Regions from separate parts of the Zea mays genome. Here region 1 is linked to region 2. A link is a contact called in public Hi-C data. All regions are on one chromosome and are shown on one strand. The core of a region is the stretch at or near the end of the contact, and the rest is flanking DNA. Distances in the headings are between cores, read along the strand shown. Region 1 holds the start of LOC100276401. Region 2 holds the start of LOC100282368 (CREG1 protein).

Evidence for each region. A called contact is a pair of places that touch in the nucleus more often than the background predicts.
Region 1: a Hi-C map of tassel shows a contact between it and region 2, with 2.1 times the contacts expected there. The contact joins the promoter of LOC100276401 here to the promoter of LOC100282368 in region 2. A contact is called at or near these places in 5 of 25 Hi-C or Micro-C datasets (ear, endosperm, leaf and 1 more).

Annotation. Positions count from the first base shown.
Region 1 is chr6:125,614,618-125,618,826 of Zm-B73-REFERENCE-NAM-5.0, forward strand. LOC100276401 reads left to right here and starts at 2,102. Exons shown (of 5, transcript NM_001150206.1): 1 at 2,102-2,514. The coding sequence starts at 2,180.
Region 2 is chr6:125,323,760-125,327,573 of Zm-B73-REFERENCE-NAM-5.0, forward strand. It overlaps LOC100282368 (CREG1 protein), which reads right to left and starts at 1,381. Exons shown (of 7, transcript NM_001155280.1): 1 at 1,167-1,381. The coding sequence starts at 1,336.

The DNA of each region.
Region 1 (4,209 bases), core at 852-3,351, 290 kb after region 2:
TCCATACTTCATGCCTACTGCTAAAGATCAGCCTTGCATAACTCATGATGCTTAGATAGTGGAAGAAGCTATTGCTCGTTATTCTATATTATGGTATCATAAGATGAGCCATAGTTGACTGTTGTGGCAAATGAGCTTGTTGACCAAGGCAAAGAAACTGGCAATGCAGTCTTGCATAAAGGGACGGTCTTTAGCTGGAACGACTTGCTTCCCAAGACATGGTTAGACACACTTATTAGGGTGCGTTTGGTTATGTTGTCTGCTGAAAAAAAACTGTTTTTTGCTGTCTGCTGTGAAAAAACTGATGTTAGTTGTGTGCTTAAAAAAACTGAAAGTCAATTCATTGAAACTGTTATGAGTTATATACTATAAACAAATTATATATTGTTTATATGCACTTTGTTTAATTATATATTTAATTAATATTTCCAATTAATTATTTTAAATCCTATTTTGTTTTTCTATTTGTTGTATCTATTTGTTTAATTATCTAGTTTTGTTTACTAGAACATCATACACAAAGACAACACTCATATCATGCACGAACCTAAGTATAAAAGGTCTTGTGTAAGAGCAACTTCATGGGATCTTCTTTCCTTGGCTAGTTTGGGAGTCCAAATACCGGAGAAGGTTGTAGGGGTTAAAATCATTTTCTTATTCAAAATTGAATAAGGAGGGGATTTTGGTCCCTCCAATTTTCTTCGGTTCTGTGGCTTCCAAATTAATCCTAAAGGTTTGTTTGAGAGAAATGGGATGAGAGGGGATTGAAGGGGCTATAATTTCTTACTATTCAAAATTAAATAGTAAGAAATTCTAACCCCTCAATTCTCTTGTTACTAAATAAACCCTAAAAGATAGTATAGGAGATTACGAAAACGCAATAACTCCACTAGATGCTTTTTCTCTTAAAAAGATAGTATAGAAGGTTGACGAAACTCAAATTTTTATATTAGGGAAGAGTTTCTGCACCAAATTAAAAAAAAACTTTCATGTGGAACCATATGTCGGTTACATGATTACATCTCTCCTCTCTTCTCTTTCCTTCTATCGTGTGCTCACGTGTTAGTGACGGAAGGGGATTGAGAACAGCATTTGACACTTCCTTTTTCTTCGAGGGGTTGAATAGAGTTTGATGAATTAAGAAAAAAAATATGGTTAAGAGAGTCTCTTGGAGTAATTGATTTCCATCTCATTATAAACAACTCTTAAAGCAAAAGGATTATTTTTTTCAATCTGATGAAGTTGCTTTAGAGCCTCTTTAGATCTATTAGCACTAAAAATTAGCATATAAAATTAATGCCAGTAGATTTACTAATTGTTAGCTGGCGGGCCAGTTCCATTAACTGGTTTAGAATGGTTAATAGATATAAATATATAATTTACTATCCAACCACTTATTAGTAGGTGAAATCAAACAACCTTTTACTAGCTATTAACAGCATGTTTACTTGATTTTAATTCGTACCGACTTATACTATTTTTATAGTGTTTTTATCTCTATAAATTGCAGCTGGAGCAATCCAAACAGCCGGCTTTAATCCGAAACGAACAATCTAAACTTACTAATTTTTAATACTAACAAAAACAAACATACCTTTAGTATGTAACATGAGAATTGGTGAACGCTAGCAAGCATCGAGTCTAGGATCCCAATCCTGATGGGCTACATCTGCCGACATCCAGTTTTCAACACATGCGAATTGAATGGTTAGCTCGATGTCAACCAGAAATACATTAAGAACCTAATATCTTTCAAAACATTTTTTCTGAATATTTACCTTTCAAAACATTAATAATAACATAAAATAGGTATGCCTGCACCTGCAGTGGCACAGATACAAACACGCTGCCCTCCACGTCACTCCTTATTAGGAATGACAATCGGGTGGGTAGTACGCGGATATATAGTTCGCGAATCCATACCCGCGAGACAAAACTCAACTCATACATGTATCCATAATCGTACTCGCGGATACCAAATTCTACCGTACCCATATTCAATGAATAATTATCCACGGTTATTTATTGCCATGTTGCTGCCGTCGTGTCCGGTGTCCCTCGAGCGAGCTACAAAAGCACCCACACGCCCCCGGCCATTCTCAATCGGGAAAGCGTCGAAAACCCAAATCCAAACGTCGCCGCAAACCGCGCGATCCCCAGGCCCAAAGCGCCGCCGTTCATGAGCTTCCTCGCCGGCCGCCTCGCCGCCAAGGAGGGCGCGTACTTCCTCCAGGAGTCAAAGACTGCCGTCGGCCGCCTCGCGGAGAAGCTCCCGCCCTCCGCTTCGGCGCCCGGGGGTGCGTCGGCGCAGCCCTCCCCCGACGTGCTACCGGAGATCCTCCGCCACTCCGTGCCCATCAAGGGGACGCCGCCCCCGGCCGAAGCCTCCCTCTCCGCGTCCTCCCGCTGGGCCCTCCCGCCGGGCGGCGGCGAGGCTGCGGGCTTGCACCCCGACGCGCTCAACCCGCTCCGCTCCTACGTCTCGCTGCCGCAGGCCACCTTCGGCCCCAAAAGGTAAGCCGTACGCCCTTCCCGCTCATGCTTTTTCCGGATTTTGAAATTCGTCGTTCGGAGTAGTTTCTAGTTTGTATCCGATTGTCCATGCTTCATGCTTGGAGCTGGATACATGCGTAAACAGTTCGTTATCTGAGGTGTTGTGAAGACTGAAGAGGCTAGATACGGATTCAAGTAATTAGGAGTAAAAAAATGACTTCTGGAGTAAAAGTATGCACAATGTAGTGTAAACAGGCTTGCAATAGGTGATGGATTTGCTTTCGTGTGGAAATTATTTTCAAATTGATTTGTACTACCCGACGCACCTATTTATATGCTATCTATGGACCAGTAGATTATATAATTCGATATATTGGTTATATGTCTAACATGTGTTTTAACAGCGGAAAACTACAGTTGCGTGAATTTGCAATATTCGAAGGAAGTTAGCTAGTACTCCCTCAGTCCCAAAATATAAGTCATTCCAAGATTTTTGGAGAGTTAAAGTTTTTAAAGTTTGACTAAAAGTATAGCGAGACTCATAAAGATTTATGACACATAATAGATAATAGATATACTATGAAAATATATTTAATGGAGAATCTAATGATATACATTTGATATCATAAATGTTAATACTTCATTGTATAAATTTGGTCAAACTTGAAAAAACTTTGACTCTCCAAGAATTTTGGAATGACTTATATTTTAGGACGGAGGGAGTATTAAGTATTAACGTTGATTAAAACAGCTATTATTCATTAAGGGCACATGTCTCTGTTAGAAAAAGCATTTGCATTTGTTAGTTTGGTACAGCTATATGGATTTAAAGTACTTCAAATTGTATCTGAATTTAAAACTTGAAACTTTTTTTTAGAAATAAAATCTCGACCATGGAAAGAAGACATCTTGGTTGCTTGTGTCTTGAATCTTGAGGGAGGGAATACTGAACCCTGGCTAGCTGGAAAACTTGCTGGAACCTGTCCTCAGAAGTCAGAACCGTTTTTTGGCCCTTTTTTCTAAAGTTTTTTTTTACAAATACACCATTTCGGTTTCATTTTAGAAAATGGATCCTCAACTCAGCGTTGTCATCATTGACGCCGAGGTTACACGTTTCGGCGTCAATTTAATTAGCGCCGAGATCTCGGGTCCACGCGTTTAGATGGCGCCCACGTGGCAGCAACCTCAGCGCCAAGATCCATGGCACTGAGGCCTAGCTACCTGTCGTTGCTTCAGAAAGGATGTTGGTACACCAAATACACAATGGACTATGGGTTTTGATGTATTTACACGCGAGGGGCTCCTTTGCCGTAATGTCCCGCCGCTGCCAGGCGGGGCCAAGCCACGGCTAGGCCCATACGTCAGCCGGCCCACGGCGGCTACGTTCGGGGACGTTACGGCAGAGGATCCTGCTGCGTACTTACACATGCATGGGTTGGGCTCCTAGAGTCAATAAATGTTTGAAGCATCTATTGTTGAAGTGCTCATGGTGCGCGTAGGCGCAGCAACAGCTTTTCATAGTAGCGGATCCGACTGGTGGCGATGCTACGAGGTGCAGGAGACGCATCATGACGTGGTGCACTACTCTGCTCTGCTCCTCAGACGATGGGACGACCTCGACATGACCCCTAATCGGGCATCCTTCCTGAAGCAGCGGCAGGTAGCCAGGCCTCGGCGCCACGAATCTTGGCACCAAGGTCGGCGCCGAGATTCATG
Region 2 (3,814 bases), core at 131-2,630:
GGGCATGTACCATTTGCAGTCTGGTGTGCCCAGGCACAACCAAAATGACACTACATCAGCAGGAAGCAGTTCTATATTTTCACATTAGCTGGGGGCAGTTCTTTATTTCAACATTCAGCCAACTATCAACACCCAATTAGCAAGTGGAGGCCACTCATCAGTACCCTGTCAGGACCATCATTGTTTCACCATTGGGTCCAACATGGAAGGAAGCAGCAGTCAAAAGCAGTAAGCTGAGACAATTAACTCCTATTTTTTTCACTTATTGATTTACTTCAAAATGAGATTAACTCTTATTTTTTTCACATTGATTTCACTGCACTTCGAAATTGTATTACGAAACCACCTAGAAATTGAAGCTCTAAACCTATGGTTCAGACTTCAGAAAAGTGTTGAACCTTTGAAGCTGAACAAGGACATTGTACTTTTAGACAGAGCACAAGGTCAAACTGTAATTTTCCTTAGACCTTATCTTTTTACTCCCATGCTCATTCAAGTCATGGGAGACTAAAACCATGTGACGTTTAAGCCATGTATTAAGCAATTGAAGTTGCGTATGCATGTTTTCTATTTTACCGTTTAAGCAACAAATTAAATGAGTGTTTTTTTAGACCCATATGCTTTGTGCACACCCAAAGCTAAATTTCTAGCTCCACCAATGGCATCTACACAGCTCCCCCAAACTACACAGGATTTAGTTGTGGAGGCTATGCAACACTTGGCATGGATGGCTAAGGTTATATTCTCCCGGGCATATGGGTGGTCTTCAGATTGAGTGTCACTACTGTGGGTGGCTTCTCTTTGTTAAAAGGCCGTGTGCTTCTTTGTTATGTTGAGGCTGGAAGATTTTTTTCAATACTTTTTATCACCTAATTTTCCTTTGTGAAAAAAAAACAAACACAGCTCCCGCAAACTACAAAGCAACGAGCACAAAAAATTCTCGAGACTACGAAGCCTCAAGCAAATTTTTATATACTCTCAGCACTTAACCACCGCCAGATAACAACATCGTTTCCAAACTCCAAAGCGACAAATTTCATCTAGCACCAGCAGTTTCCCGGTTCGATCGAACCAACACGAACACGTGCTGCTAAGGAACTAGCTCCGGCGCCATGTCGCGGGGGCAAGAGCACGGGAGAAGGGTTTCGGGATGAACTGGAGGGAACCTGAGGACACCCCACGTGTTCTGGGCGGCGAGCCACCTCGCAGTGGCGGTGGCCTCGGAGGGGGATGGCTTGCCATCGAAGATCGGGCGGGCGGCAGCAGCGCCAGGCGCCGACGACCGGACGACGAGGAGGAAGGCGGCGGCGAAGGCGAGGTGAGCAGGGGAAATCATAGCTGTCAGCTGGTGGAAGAGTCCATCGATGCCTCGGTGTTTTGTACCGTAGCCAATTTTCCTCTGTGCCAGATGTGGATAGGGTTGAAGGAGGCGGACGCAATCACGCAATCAAAATTCGTTAATCGTTTTTAAGTAATCAACATTATTTCCGATAATTCGGTATTAGACCTTGGGTATGGAAGTGGGCAAGTGGCCGAACTAGATAGTCGTTATTATTATTATTTGATAAATTGTTCTTTACAAATCTATTAGATATTGCGTTTGAACTTACAATTAATTTTTTATATTTAATTGAAAATGCATTAATGGAGAGAACAACCTTGCTCCTAACCTGATAACCTCTCCAGACGTAGAGAAATTTGCTTTTTTTTAGAGCAACTCCAAGAGATTAGCTAAAAAGACTAGCCAAATTTAGTGATTTAGCTACTCTCTAAAATAGATTTTAGAGAAAAAATGTAGACTAATCCAACAGACTCGGTAAATTTACTGACTGAAATAGAGAGTGAAGTAGGCTATCCAAAACTGGAGAGCGAAGATGAAGAAATAGAGAGCCACTAAATTTGAAGAGTCGTTTACAGAGTCTATTGGATACAATTTTCTTTTAATATTAGCTAAATTTATCTTTACAAAACTATATACCTAGTCTCTTGATCTTGGAGTTGCTCTTAGATCGCTTATTATTGTCGCTAGCTAAAATACTCAACATATCGTTATTGTTGAAATACTCGTGGACGGCGCACCCAATATACTAGTTAGGTTAGAGAGCTCTATTTTCACTACCGGACTGAGACGATGATTTGCCTCGGTCAATTTAATGCCTTGCTTAAAAAAACTCACGAGTCTCAGCAAGAAACATGGAAACGTCCGGTGGACATTTTTCTGACGGCTTCAAGGGCTTCTCTTAAACATATGAACATAGTGCAAGTAGACCTCGGCCTATATCTCTAAGGGTAAAAACGACGTAACTGGCGTTATCGTAGACTTCTCCTCCATGTTGCAGGGCTTATATGTTCCCGGCTTCAGCACCTTGACAATGATTAAGGGTCCTTGCCAAGGAGGAATGAGTTTGTGGCGTCCTCGGTTGTCTTGTCGTAACCGAAGCACCAGGTCGCCTTCCTGGAACCCTCGGAGTCGGACGCGCCGTTCGTGGTAGCGCCGAAGGGATTGTTGATATTTTGCTGAGTGAAGGAGAGATACGTCTCGAGCTTCGTCCAGCTGGTCCAGCGAGTCTTCACAGCTGACTTGGTTGTTGCGTTTGTTGTACGCTTGCAGCCTCGGGGAGCCATACTTTATGTCGGTGGGTAAGATGGCCTCGGCCCCGTAGACCACGAAGAATGGTGTGAATCTCGTAGCTCGGCTCGGAGTAGTCCTCAGGCTCCAGATTACTGAAGGGAGCTCGGCGAGCCACCGTCTACTGACCTTGTTCAGGTCGTTGAAGATCCTCGGCTTCAGTCCCTGCAGGATCATGCCGTTAGCATGCTCCACTTGCACGTTGCACCTCGGATGTGCCACTGTCGACCAATCTACGCGGAGTTGTAACCCTCCGAGCTTTCAGAGAGCATCTCGTCACACACATACAAAAACTGCAGCATGGACTCAGGATCCCTCAGCCCGGAGAAGTCCAGGGGGAAGCTCGGACCGTCTTCCTCCTCAGAGTCCAGGCACCAGGAGGGGAAAGAGAGCCTGGCGTACATCCAGGGTGACAGAGCTGGTGTCGAAACTTGGTTGAAAGGGGATGGGGTTGAACACGGATGGTTCTCCCCCGACCCCCGCCATGTCTCTCCAAAGAGCGTCTGGCTCCTCTCGACCCGCGGATGGGAGGGCCGGTGTAGCTGACACCACTCGCTCAACGACGTGGGGAACTAGTGTTTCCCACATCGGAGGAGGTGGTGCCAGGGATGTTGGTGCAGGTGCGGCTGGCGACGCACCGGGTGAAATGTTGACGCTGGCTAAGTCCCTTGAGAGGGACTCAATGCCATCAACCATCCCAGTGGCTCCTCCAGTGCACGAAGTGCCCTAAGTGGCACGATCGCGACTGCTCCGTCTCTGCCTCCTACGACGAGAAGGGCGACGACGGGGGCTTGGATGCTCAAGAGGGACAGGTGGGAGGAGTAACATGTTATACTCAATGCCGAGAGACATGAACTCGAGACTCCCGAACCTGATCACCGTCCCAAGCCTGAGTGGGTGGTGGAAACTTGCCATCTATAATTCTGGTGAGAGCTCGAAGTGTTTCACGCGACAATCCCCTACCTAGCGCGCCAACTGTCGGTGTTTGGACCACGGGTCCTTGACCAACTAGTAAAATGTGTCGCGTGGCCTAACTCTAGATGGTGTGCGAGAAGACACAAGCAATTATCCTGGTTCAGGCAACACAAGGCCCTACTTCCAGTAGAGGGGGATGAGTATTATATTACTCGCACTGTGGTGCTTGTAGTAGGGGTTTACAAGCACAACGGGAGAGGGGAAGTCCCC